Regions from separate parts of the Mus musculus genome. Here all the other regions are linked to region 3. A link is a contact called in public Hi-C and HiChIP or PLAC-seq data. All regions are on one chromosome and are shown on one strand. Each heading gives the region's core, a stretch centred on a gene start, on an enhancer-like site or on the middle of the called end of the contact. The rest is flanking DNA. Distances are from core to core; before and after follow the strand shown.

What was found. A called contact is a pair of places that touch in the nucleus more often than the background predicts. HiChIP or PLAC-seq counts read pairs in DNA pulled down with a chosen protein or histone mark.
Region 1: a contact with region 3 is called in a Hi-C map of bone marrow-derived macrophages, with 19 read pairs. The contact joins the promoter of 9030607L20Rik here to the enhancer-like site in region 3. A contact is called at or near these places in 1 of 15 datasets of contacts at CTCF or cohesin (the NIH/3T3 cell line), 1 of 484 Hi-C or Micro-C datasets (bone marrow-derived macrophages), 8 of 115 datasets of contacts at active chromatin or transcription factors (cardiomyocytes, differentiating embryonic stem cells, embryonic fibroblasts and 3 more) and 3 of 9 other capture datasets (adipose tissue, liver and pancreatic islet).
Region 2: an H3K4me3 HiChIP or PLAC-seq map of bone marrow-derived macrophages shows a contact between it and region 3, with 3 times the contacts expected there. The contact joins the promoter of Pxmp4 here to the enhancer-like site in region 3. A contact is called at or near these places in 2 of 15 datasets of contacts at CTCF or cohesin (the NIH/3T3 cell line and large pre-B cells), 4 of 484 Hi-C or Micro-C datasets (the N1E-115 cell line, myocytes, rod photoreceptor and 1 more) and 4 of 115 datasets of contacts at active chromatin or transcription factors (bone marrow-derived macrophages, embryonic stem cells, large pre-B cells and 1 more).

Annotation. Positions count from the first base shown.
Region 1 is chr2:154,674,561-154,678,337 of GRCm38.p6, forward strand. It overlaps 9030607L20Rik (a long non-coding RNA gene), which reads left to right and starts at 1,979. Exons shown (of 2, transcript XR_866878.2): 1 at 1,979-3,777. All of the region lies in intron 1 of Chmp4b (charged multivesicular body protein 4B), which reads left to right.
Region 2 is chr2:154,602,036-154,605,809 of GRCm38.p6, forward strand. Pxmp4 (peroxisomal membrane protein 4) reads right to left here and starts at 1,638. Exons shown (of 4, transcript NM_021534.3): 1 at 1,482-1,638. The coding sequence starts at 1,594.
Region 3 is chr2:154,939,717-154,943,829 of GRCm38.p6, forward strand. No RefSeq gene overlaps it. Among named protein-coding and RNA genes, the nearest start is that of Eif2s2, 49 kb to the left of the region's middle. Within about 2 kb of position 2,430, at least 29 of the 459 cell types and tissues checked have an H3K27ac peak or open chromatin away from gene starts, as enhancers often do. A contact at or near this core is called in adipose tissue and bone marrow-derived macrophages, where this site is marked.

The sequences.
Region 1 (3,777 bases), core at 729-3,228, 270 kb before region 3:
ACGGCTCCTGAGGTGGAATCAGTGGGGAGAAGCAGCAGCCTGGGCTGTCCGAAAGCTGCAGCCGTATTGGGGCACACGTGGATAGAGAAGAAGAAGAAGAAGGGTGATGCTCAGGTTCTAATGAGTCCCCGACTCTTAGAAATAAAAAGACCAGGAATTATCCCATTTTACAGACAAGAGAACTAAGACTTGTGACCAGAGCCAGATTTCAAGTCATGAGTTGGCAGAGAGTGGTGTTGAGGAGGGGGATGGATAGCATGGCAGGTGTACCCCTCTCGTCTTAGTTAGGTTTTTACTGTTTGGTGTGTGTGCGCGCATGCGCGCGTGTGCATGTGTGTTTGTGTATATTAATGTTTGTATATGTGGAACTCCAGGGAGTCTCTTTTTCCACCTCCCTCTGGGATTACAAATGTGTTGTAATCCTCCTCTGCTTTTAAAAATTGGTTTCAGGGATGGAAACTCAAGTCTTCATGCTTCTGGCAAGTGCTTTACCCACTGAGCCAACACCCTGGGACCTTTTCCCCTTTTAAATGTCTTTATTCTGTCCCCTAATCTTTTAACAATTATATTGTTATGTATGTATGATATATATATATATATATACATTATCATATGCCATATTGCATCTGTGGAGGTCAGAGGACAACTGTGGAGTCAGCTGTTCTGTCTTGTGTTGTATAGGTCCGGGGGAATTGAACTTACATCATTAGTCTTTACTCACAGAGCCCCTTGTTTTTTGAGACAGTGCTCAATTTATGCAGTCCAGGAACCAGAACCCAGCAGTCTAACAGCTGTATCTTCAGCACTCCTGCCTGTATTTGAGACAGGATCTTGCCTAGCTCATGCTGCCCTAGAACCCATGATCATCTCCTGACTTTGCCTCCTAAGAGCTGTGACTGTGGGGCAATGTGTTGTGCTCGATCAGAACGCCTACTTCCTGATCACTCCCTACCCTGCATTCTTTCCTGCACCACTGGATTTTGGCCTACACTGTTGTGACTTGCTCCAGGGAACAGAGATTATTTTTAAACAGTATTTCAGGTTTTGATGATTCTGTGCACTTTAACACCTGTCCTCCAATTGTTGCCTCACATACATGACATGTCACATACATGACACATCTTATCTGCTGTGTCTCCAGGGATGAGCAGGTAGTGGGCTCATGACCAGTCTGCTGTTGCTTTTAGTGCTGGAGACTGAACCCAGGGATTTGCCCGTGCCATTCGAATGCTTTCCTGTCTCAAACTTGGAATGTGGCCAGCATGGAATGGGAGCTTCTGATCGATCACCCCTTGCCTCTTTCCCAGGGCTGGGGTTATAAGCATGTGCCACCACATCTGATTTTTGAAGTGCTGGGATGGGACCCAGAACTTTGCAAACACTAGGCAAATAATCTGTCAACTGAGCTACATCTCCAGCCACCGGTTCTGTGTTTTAGTTGTGGTAAAAAATGTATATATGCCGGGCGTGGTGGCGCATGCCTTTAATCCCAGCACTCGGGAGGCAGAGGCAGGCGGATTTCTGAGTTCGAGGCCAGCCTGGTCTACAAAGTGAGCTCCAGGGCAGCCAGGGCTATACAGAGAAACCCTGTCTCGAAAAACAAAACAAAACAAAAATGTATATAACACAGAAGATAAAACTCATCATTTTAGCATGTAGTGACAGCTCTGTGACATTAAGTACACTTACGTTGTTAAACTGCTCCCTTTACTATTTTTATTTTAAAAAATTTTTTATGAGCATGGGCATTTTGCCTGCATGTATGTCTGTGTGAGGGTGTCAGGTCTTCTAGAACTGGAGTTAGACAGTTGTGAACTGCTGTAGGTCTGGGAATTGATCGTGAGTCCTTTGTGAGTGCGAGTGCAGTCAGTGCTTTTAACTGCTGAGCCATCTCCCAGTTCCTGTGTTTACTCTTTTTTTTTTTTTTTTTTTTTTGCTTTATTTTATGTATATGGATACTTTGCTTTCATGTATGCATGTGTACCATGCCTGGTGTCCAGGCAGGCCAGAAGAGGGTGTCAGGTCCTCTGGAACTGGAATTACAAGTGGATGTCAGCCACCATGCAGGTGCTGAGAGTTGAATCCAGGTCCATTGGAAGAGCAGCCCTGATCTTAACAAGCTGAGCCATCTCTCCAGTCCTCCCGTGTTTACTCTTAAGTAAAACTGTTCTTATGTTTGGCTCCTTCCTGTCGTTAAGATGAGTTCCTTCTCAAAATGTGATGCAGTAGTGGAAGGTTCTGGAGTCAGAGGGACTGAGCGGGATGGAGTTCGGGCGCCATCTCTGGCTAAGTGCGGTTGTTTTGGTTTTCCCTGGGCACAGAGGCTCATTACCCCAGGCCGACTTGGAACTTCCGGAGGATGGCCTTGAATCAAGAGAGTCCTCTGCTTCCACCTCTGAATATGGGGATTACAAGCAGAGCCATTGCTACTCTTGTTATAGGGGCTGGCATTGGTTACTCCGCAGCCAAAGGGTTTACTGACTCGATGACTGTGGGAAAGGGCAGGGTGGGGCTGGGCTCTCTTCTGCCAGTTATCACCGTTTTTTTGACTCCCTTGTAAGTCTACTCATTGACTAGATGGCCAGTATGGTTAATAGTTTTGTTCCTGTAAATTCTTCCTACCTCGTGATCTCCCTTCGCAGATTGAAAACTCAAAAGAATTCTGATTGGCTGCTGGGATCATGTGTTCATGACTAGCCAATCACTACAAACCGGAGCTTTTGAGCTCTGTGGCTAACAGGCCTACCGGACTGTGCATAGGGAAGCGGTCTGTTTGCTAAGGCTGGGGCTTTAAGGGGTCTGTTCATAGGAAACTGTTGTCTGTCTCATTTCTCCTGTTATTGTCCGGCTTATTGTCCTGCTCAGGTGTTGTCTCCTAGATCAAGCTGGGCTTGTAGGGAAAGCAGGAGACCGGGGTTCTGCCCCTAGGCCCCCTCCTTCAGTGGTAACCAGTCAGGATCTGCTGAGCTCTGAGCCCAGGGCTTCAACTTCCTATGCATGAGTGTCTCTGAGCACTTGCTGTGTACCGAGGATCCTGAGGGAGTGGGACATTGCCTGCTCCTCGGGGTACATATTCTATTTAAGCTGCATGCAGAGTAAAAGGAAGACAAGCATCAGGGCTCTGAGGTTTTTGCCCTATTTTTGAACAGACCAATCAAGCACAAGGCTGTCTTCCCAGAAGAAAGTCTTTCCCCCCCTCCCCTGGTTAGCCTGCTGTCTTTTGGACAGGGGAATGTGTCTGTCTCTGCAGCCCTCTCCCTGTGACTCGGAAAGGCCTTGTTAGTTTGGTCTCTTGTAACAGTTGTACACTGGAAGCGTTTTCTGCCGACATTCCTCTTTCCCTACTTCCACGCAGCGTCCCAGCCCCCAGCTCTGTTGTTATCTCCGTTGCCAGGGCGCTCTCATGCTTGCTCAGGCAGAAGGGGGCTTCTGTTGGCATGGATTCAGCTGGAAGCGAGGAAGAAAAGCTAGTTGGAAGAGAAACAGCACATCCCAGCCTGGGAACGGAAACCATGGGCGGGCAGTTTGCTTCTGTCCCAGTCCAGGCTAAGGCATCTAAGCCCAGGGCCTGACTTGTAAGGGAAAGAGCGCCGTGCTTGCCGCTTCCTTCTGTCCTTTCTTTTCCTTTTTTCTCTTCTCTTCTCTTTCTTTTTTTTTTTCTTTCGGTTTTTGTTTTTTGTTTGTTTGTTTTGTTTTGTTTTGTTTTTTTGAGAGATAGAGATAGATAAATAGATAGCTTCTCTGGGTAGTCCTGGCTGTCCTGGAACTTGTTCTGTA
Region 2 (3,774 bases), core at 388-2,887, 340 kb before region 3:
GAGACAGGGTTTCTCTGTACAGTCCTGGCTGTCCTGGAACTCACTTTGTAGACCAGGCTGGCCTTGAATTTAGAAATCGGCCTGCCTCTGCCTCCCAAGTGCTGGGATTAAAGGTGTGCACCACCACGCCCGGCTGAAGCACAAGCACACTTACTTTCTTTCTTCCTTCCTTCCTTCCTTCCTTCCTTCCTTCCTTCCTTTCTTTCTTTTTTTAAATAAATCTTTTTTTTTTAAAGATTTATTTATTTATTATATGTAAGTACACTGTAGCTGTCTTCAGACACTCCAGAAGAGGGCGTCAGATCTCATTACAGATGGTTGTGAGCCACCATGTGGTTGCTGGGATTTGAACTCTGGAAGAGCAGTCTGGGTGCTCTTACCCACTGAGCCATCTCACCAGCCCTGGAGCACACTTTCTAATGAGAGACATGGACCAGGAAAAAGATCATCCAGTGTCTGATGACAGGTACTATAGAGAAAGAGGGTGAGGAACAGGAAGCAGTGATCTGAAAAGGGTTCGTGAGCCAGGCAGACAGCGTACCTGTACCAACATCCGTCAGCGGACAGACAGACACACACCAGGGACTGTACTCTCCATTTCACACATCGCCTCAATCCTCAAACAGTATAGAAGTGCTCTGGGGGACCCATTTTCTAGAAAGTGAGACCCAGAAAGCCAAAATGGTTTGTTCGAGATCAAGATCATGGTAGCTGACACCAGGTTTTTTTAAGTCCTGGCAGTTGACATACTCACCACCATGCCACACACTGCTACCAGCTCCTAGAGATAGAGACTTTGGTTTCTTCTCTGAGAGTCACTGCTCACGCAGTGAGAGCAGCCCCTCACTAACTGCTAAGGGATGAGGGTTAACGAGGCTGGAACTCCCATCTGGGCACCAGTCAAGCAAAACGACCCCAAGATCTCCTCTCCTACCTAGGAGGGAAGGAGAGCAATTTACCTAGCAAACATTAGCTACTTTTTCTTACATACAATCACTGTCACTTCTCACGAGACCCCAGTGAAAATGAAGGGTGAGGTGAAGTCACATATAGATGTGAACCTGTTAGGAACTTTACTGAGGGAACCTATGAGGCAGTAGGTGACCACTTGCTTGCTAAAGGACAAAGTCCAGTTTCTTTTGTGTATACAGAGCCACAGAAGCCAAGTAGGCCAAAGGGGACAAGGTAAGATGAGATGAATTAGACCCAATGAGGGGATACAGGTGCTGAGGAGGCAACTAAGCCAAGAGTGCCAGGTTGGAAAGGACAGAGGACCTAGAAGCAAGACAGAGGAAGCCCCAGTTTAGGACTGGTAAGGTGACTGGAACCCTGAAACCTACGTCTGCTGCACCAACGGGGCACTGAAATATACAGACATCTGAGGCCTAGAGAGAGCACAGCTCAGGGGCCCCGGGCCTCGAACTCGCGACCCCAGTTAGGCCCGTCCTTTAGCTCCAGCCGCACTCTGCGGCCCTACTCACACAGCCCCGTTCCGGAAGCCCTTTATCACGGCCAGCGCAGCGTGGTAGCGGCGCTGGCGCAGCAGCTTGTTGACGGCCTGGAGAAGAGCCTGTAGCTGCGGTGGGGCGGCCATAGCACCGGAGCACTCGGTCAAGGGTCCTGGCTGGCCAAGAACTGACAGCCCTGGGCTCTGGCTACACAGCTCTCCGCACTGGAGAGCCCCGCCCTGCCGTTGTGTCCATAGGCTGAGTCTGCCGTCAATCATAGAAGAGAGCCAGTCATAGAGCTCATTTGTCTGCAATGGGCTGAGAAGTGCTTACTCTTCGAAATATCTGTCTGATTGGAAGAGAAAGGAGAGTCGGTAACCAATCACCATGACTCAGAAGGTCTCACGCAGGATTTGCCCAATGAGAAGGCAGTTTTCTTAGGGAGAAGTTTGTTTAATTGTGGGCTTGGGAGGGGTTTGCTGTTCTCTTTCGAGTTGGAATGGGTGGTGTTTGGAAGTGACGTTGGACTTGTCACTTGTCACACTTGATAATTTCGATTGCCTAGCGAGTATCACAGCTAACTTCTCAGGACAGAAATTGCATGCCACTCTTGTCGTTTGGTGCTTTAAGACAGAATCTCTTATAGCCCAGGCTAGTCTTAAACTAGGATCCCCTTGCCTCCACCTCCCACATGCTGGGTACCTTTTTCTACTTATTTTTAAAATACAAACTCCCAGGCACCCCCAGGAGCAGACCTACTTACGTGACTGCCAGTCTTTGCCTCCCGTTTCACATCTGCTCTTCTCTCTAGTCTACTGACTTAGTTTCCATTCCTTGAGTATGCCAAGAACCCCTCAGCTTCAAAGGAGTTACATCTGATATTTCCCTTTTTGAAGCACATTCTTTGTACTTCCGATGACTGACTTCTCGGTATGCAGGTGTTGGCTCGGGTGGCACCACCTACTCAGGGGAGCCTGCAGGATATCCCACCGGCTGTAGCACTGGTTGCTCTGACTTACTAGTCCAAGTTTTCTGTCGTTTTGTTTTGTTTTTCCCTATTGAACTCTTTATACATTGTAATTGTTATTACTTACTACTTGCTCAATGTCAATCTTCACGTGGACTATTGGGTTCTTGGAGCCAGAAAGCTGTTTGTCTTATTTTCTGCTGTAACCCCAGTACCCAACACAAGTGTACAGAAGCAGTAAAGATAACAAAGTACCACTGCCAGAATATTGCACAAAACATATGATCACAGCCCTGACTTGAAGACAAGAAAGATGGGCAGAAAGAATGGAGCCAGGTTTGGCCAAGTGTCTTCACATCAAGTTCTGTCAAGACCTGGGACACCTGATGACGACTGAGGCCCGTACAGCAATGTGTCTGTCCTGGCACTTGTATATCCAAGGCCCCACTCACCAAGACCACTGTCGATTATGGTCATAGCATGGGTAAATCTTCATGGATTCCTGTTAATAGATAGCTAATAAGCCCAATATGTTTAGTTATACAATCCTCTTATAAACTCAGAGATGCTTAAAAGTGTGAGGAATGAAAAAGTGTGAGTGAAAGTTGGTAGCTAGTTAACAAGAAGACTCTGATACTGGTAACTAGATAGTTAACAAGAGGGCTCAGTTACTGGTAACTAGATAGTTAACAAAAGGGCTCAGATACTGGCGAAACAAAGCCACTCATGACAGAGAACCTTGGCAAATATTGACCCTGTGAATTTCAATTTGTCAACCACACAGGGCATGCGATGCAAGAGTAAAAGTCCAGGAGGCTTAGAGCAGACCCTCTGAGTCAATCAGAGATGGCCCCCTAGGGAAACGACAACAATAACAACCAAAAGGGTTTCACCTCCCAGGCTAATGTGACAGAAATCATTGTATAACCATTACCCCAAGGAACGCCAGAAAAAGGCTGCTTCAGAGTCAAACACAGCAGTTGAAGAAAAAGGAAAGGGGGATTCTTTTTTAAAGCTCTTTCTTGGACAGTGTGGCTGATAAGACTTTCTGCACCCTGAAGAGTGGGGTTCAGTATGTCAGAAATCTTAAGCTATGCCAGCTGTGGGGGTGCACATCTGTAATCTCAGTCCTGGTGAAGCAGAGGCTGAAAGATCATGGACTTCAGTCCAGCCTGGGCTATCCTAAAGACCCTAGTGAGGCATTTGCCACCACGCCCACCTTGTTCTTTTTTAAAATTTTTATTTTCAGTGTTGTTAAGTGTGTCTGTTTAGATGGTGGTGATCAGGGATGCTGGAGTCATTTGCGAGCCACCCAACCTGGATACTAAGAACCAGACTCAGGTTCTGAGCAGGTGCAGT
Region 3 (4,113 bases), core at 1,180-3,679:
GGCAATGTACGGATGAAGTGTTTGGCTCTGGACTCAGAACATTCCAACCCCTCCAATGTCACTGAAGTTCCAATCAGTCGATCAGAACGTTCAAGGTAAACGTGACCTCTTCCCAGGAACTTAAAGTTCACAGTTCCGTTGTCATCTAAGCATCACATTTTGCCCACATGGAGACTAAACATTATCTCATGTCTCAACGTTGCTAGGACTGTTCGTTCGCAGGATCTGATAAAGATGAAGCTGGGTGGGTAGGAAATCAGTCTTTAGGAACAAAAGCATTGCCTAGTCTTCGGTGTGAGCATGGGGTCATGGGTCTTTCCCCATGAATGCTGCCTGTTACACGGAGCCGATGATGCAGATGGGAACAGAGAGGTCGCTGGAGCCCTGGCATGCTGTACCCTCTCCAACTTGCCTAAAGACAACCTCTACTTCTGTATCAGTAACGATGGGAACTCCCAAGTTCTAACATAAGTGCTGGTATGTAAAGTCCCCAGGCAGAGATGTTCAATGGGTAAGAGTGCTTTCAATACTTGAAATGTATTCTACACAGTAGAAAGGCAGGTTAAGGAGGCTGTCAGAATGAGACACGGGGCTTGTCAATTTATTAGAGAAAAAGGCATTGTTGGGGTGCATCTGACCAGGAAGATGTAGGGAGCCTGACGTTTCAGAGAACAGTCAGCTTCATTCTTCAGCCCTTATTGTTTGAACCTTCTACTAGTCTGGACCTGAGGAGAATCTGACTGGCCTAGGAGTCCAGTAGGAATCTAAGGGCAGGGAGTCTGTGGGTAGAAGGCCTGCACCTTCCTAAGTACAGGCATGCCAGGATCTTCACTCCAAAGAGCTTGTCCCCTGGCTGGCCCTCCTTCCTCATAGTTTTCAGGCCCTGTGATCTTTACTGTAAAGCGAACCATCTGGCTTCGATATGGGCTCCTGACTTACTTAAAGCTTTTCATGTCTCCAGCACCAGGAAGCTCTCTAGCCCCTTTATGTAAGCACTTGGGCATCTAAGATGACTCTCTCGCCATCTGGGCATAAGAGCCCACTGGACAACAATGTAGAATAGAGAATAATAAGAATCCATGTGGGGGGGCTGGTGAGATGGCTCAGTGGGTTAGAGCACCCGACTGCTCTTCCGAAGGTCCAGAGTTCAAATCCCAGCAACCACATGGTGGCTCACAACCATCCGTAACAAGATCTGACTCCCTCTTCTGGAGTGTCTGAAGACAGCTACAGTGTACTTACATATAATAAATAAATAAATCTTTAAAAAAAAAAAAAAAAAAAAAAAAAAAAAAAGAATCCATGTGGGAAGATAAGTCTGGGATTCACAGAGGTGGAGCCCAGGCTCAGTCGCCTGTGAGTGTCAAAACAGGGGACTAGGTCCCCCAACCCATGCTACAGTTGGATGTCCATCTGAATCTTTGGCTCTTTCCTAAAGAGAGCAGAACCCAGAACTTCTTGAAGAAATCAAGGAAGGAGGTCTTATCTTAATAAGAGACCACACAAAGGAAGATTCAACCCCATAAGTTGGCACTCCAGTCACCAAGATCAGATGAAGGGATCAGGTATGTGTCAGATGATCAACAAGATTCACTGAGAGGAAATTGGATGGAGTGGTGAGGAGGTGAAGGCTAGGGGGAACTGGTCACTTCCCAGAAGGGATCAAAGCCACTAAGGGCTCTCTGAAGGGATGCCAGCAAGCTAAGGAAAATGTGCAAGCCCTCTCCTTATGTAGCTGCATGCTTCACAACTTTTCCATCACTTGTTCCTGTTCAGGACCAGTGTGGCTGCTCACCCTCTGCATGAAAGGCTTTCTTAGCACATACCCCCATGGCTGGACTCTTCCCTCTGAGATTCTATTGTTCTTTGTACCACGTGACCCCCTTTCCTTCCTAGAATCCCTAGTCATTGAAATCCCCTTTGTTTACCTATCTTGGTCTCCTGTTCCCCCTGCAGTCTAAGTGCTAGGAAAGTGTCCTTTGCTGCTGCCTACCCAGTGCCTACAACATCACCCACAGAGCAGCAGGTTGATAAAAGTCACAAATGAGCAGGCAGCCAGGCCTAGGAAAGTTGGCCCTAGACAGCCAGATGAAATCGTAATGGGATGCAGATGGCCAGGAGGACTATAAATGATAAGAGAGGAAATTGGGAGCAGTTACCTAAATCTCCTGGGAAGTGGAAATAGAAAGTGAAAATAAAAGAATAACCACATTTTGCCTGATGTCTTCCAGCTTTGATCATATCCAGCAGGGTTGAACACCGGGCTCCTATGTGCTCAGTGTTAGGCTGAGCTACCGCTAACGAGATAGCCTTAAGATAATGAGGCAAAGCAACCTCAGCACGGCCTCTTGGCTGAGTGTTTAAAGCCCACACTGAGTTCACCATCTAACAGGAAAACACAGCTAAAGCCCGGCTACGTGAAAATGGGGAAGGAACCACAAGGTTGTGTATGAACTCCAAGGGGAAGGAAAGAGTCGGGGGAAACTATGGGAGAGACTGGGGGAGGAGGTGGGGTGAGTCCAGGCTGGCCTTGAACTTCTGATCTTTCTTCCTCTGTCTCCCAGTTGCTAGAGCTACAGGTACGTACCACTGTGCTCGGCTCTAGGACGTTTCATTTAGGACATAAAGATAGATAAAGAATTCATCAGGCAGAGAGACAGAAAATGTATTTCAGATGAGGTGACCATGTGAGAAAAGGGTATGGAAGCTTAGAGTACTCCCTATGCTCAGAGGACAGCAAGCAACCATCCCAGAAACAGGGCACGGGATCAATCAACAGATTTTTAAAAAAAATCACCCCAGGGTGTTAGAGCTGGAAGCTGATTTTGACTGAGGGAAAAGGGACTCTTGAGGTTAGCGAAGAGAGAGCTTCCTGAGCGGGGCTTGAGATGGTGATAAAGAGAGGTGAGTCCTTGTGAGGCCAAGTCTGACTGCAGCCCTTTCACTGATGCCTAGGGCCACATTGTTTTGAATGGGGCGCCTGTGTGCTCAGAGGGGCGGGCACAGACACTGCTGATTCCCAGCCTCCGCCCCAGGCATTCATCAGGCAAAGACGCCAACCTAGAGTAGAGGCCTGATATAACCACTGGGAGCAACGCACCAAGGACAGCAGGCACCGGTTGAGCAATCGATGTCTTTTCCTAAATAGCTAAAAGCTCCTAAAAGCGGGGAGGGGGTATTTCTTCCATCCATCGTTCATGGAGAGCCAGGAGCTAAGAAAGAACTAAGAAAATGGGACGTCTCCACAACCTGCACTTGTTAACAGTATTTAAGACCAGCCTGTGCTCTTTAAATCAGATGTTTGTTGGCTCAAAGATGCCTCCAGTCTTATTTAACTCTGCCTCGTGGAAATTGGAACCTGGACATTTCCGGGATGTACACAAGTGGGTGTGTTATGTGAATGAGTGTCACCCCAGGCCCCAGATCCCCGTTCCTCCCTAACCAATTCAGTGGGAACCTGAAATAAGGATGAACTCAGACGAGGACCTGAAGAGAAAGGAAAGGAAACTACTGGGCAGAACCAACTCTGAAATGGGCCTCAAACTCGGCGGCTGCAAAACCTATCCGCGAGACTGCACTGCCCCCAGGCGGCCACAGCGCTCTGCTCCGGAGACTTCCTGATGGATCTCATCACAGACTCAGTAGAGGGAAGACAAGAGGAAAGACCTTGTATATTTGTTTCTGGGCTCAAGCTGTTACCTGTTATCAGTTATTTTCCTCCATCTCCTCCCCGCTTTCCTTATTCCTTCTTTTTCCCCTTCCTTCCCCAGGAGTCAGCGTTCCTCCGGTTGTCCGGCTTGGTGGCAAACACCCGCACCCATCATACACCTCATTACTACTCAATGGTTTTCCTATTCATTTTCTCCATTTGTCTCTTTCTTTTCTTTTCTTCTTTTCCTTCTCCTCCTCCTCCTTCTTTTTACAAAGTGTTAACACAGAGATGCACTTTAAATCTGAGCACCCCTATGATGGGGTGAAACAACATAATGGGAACAATTCTATCCATTTTCTTAAGTGTGTGTGTATGTGATGCATATGAATGTATGCAGGTGTGTCTGCACATACATGTGGATGTGTACAGAAGCCAGAGGTAAATTTGAGATATTTTCTTCT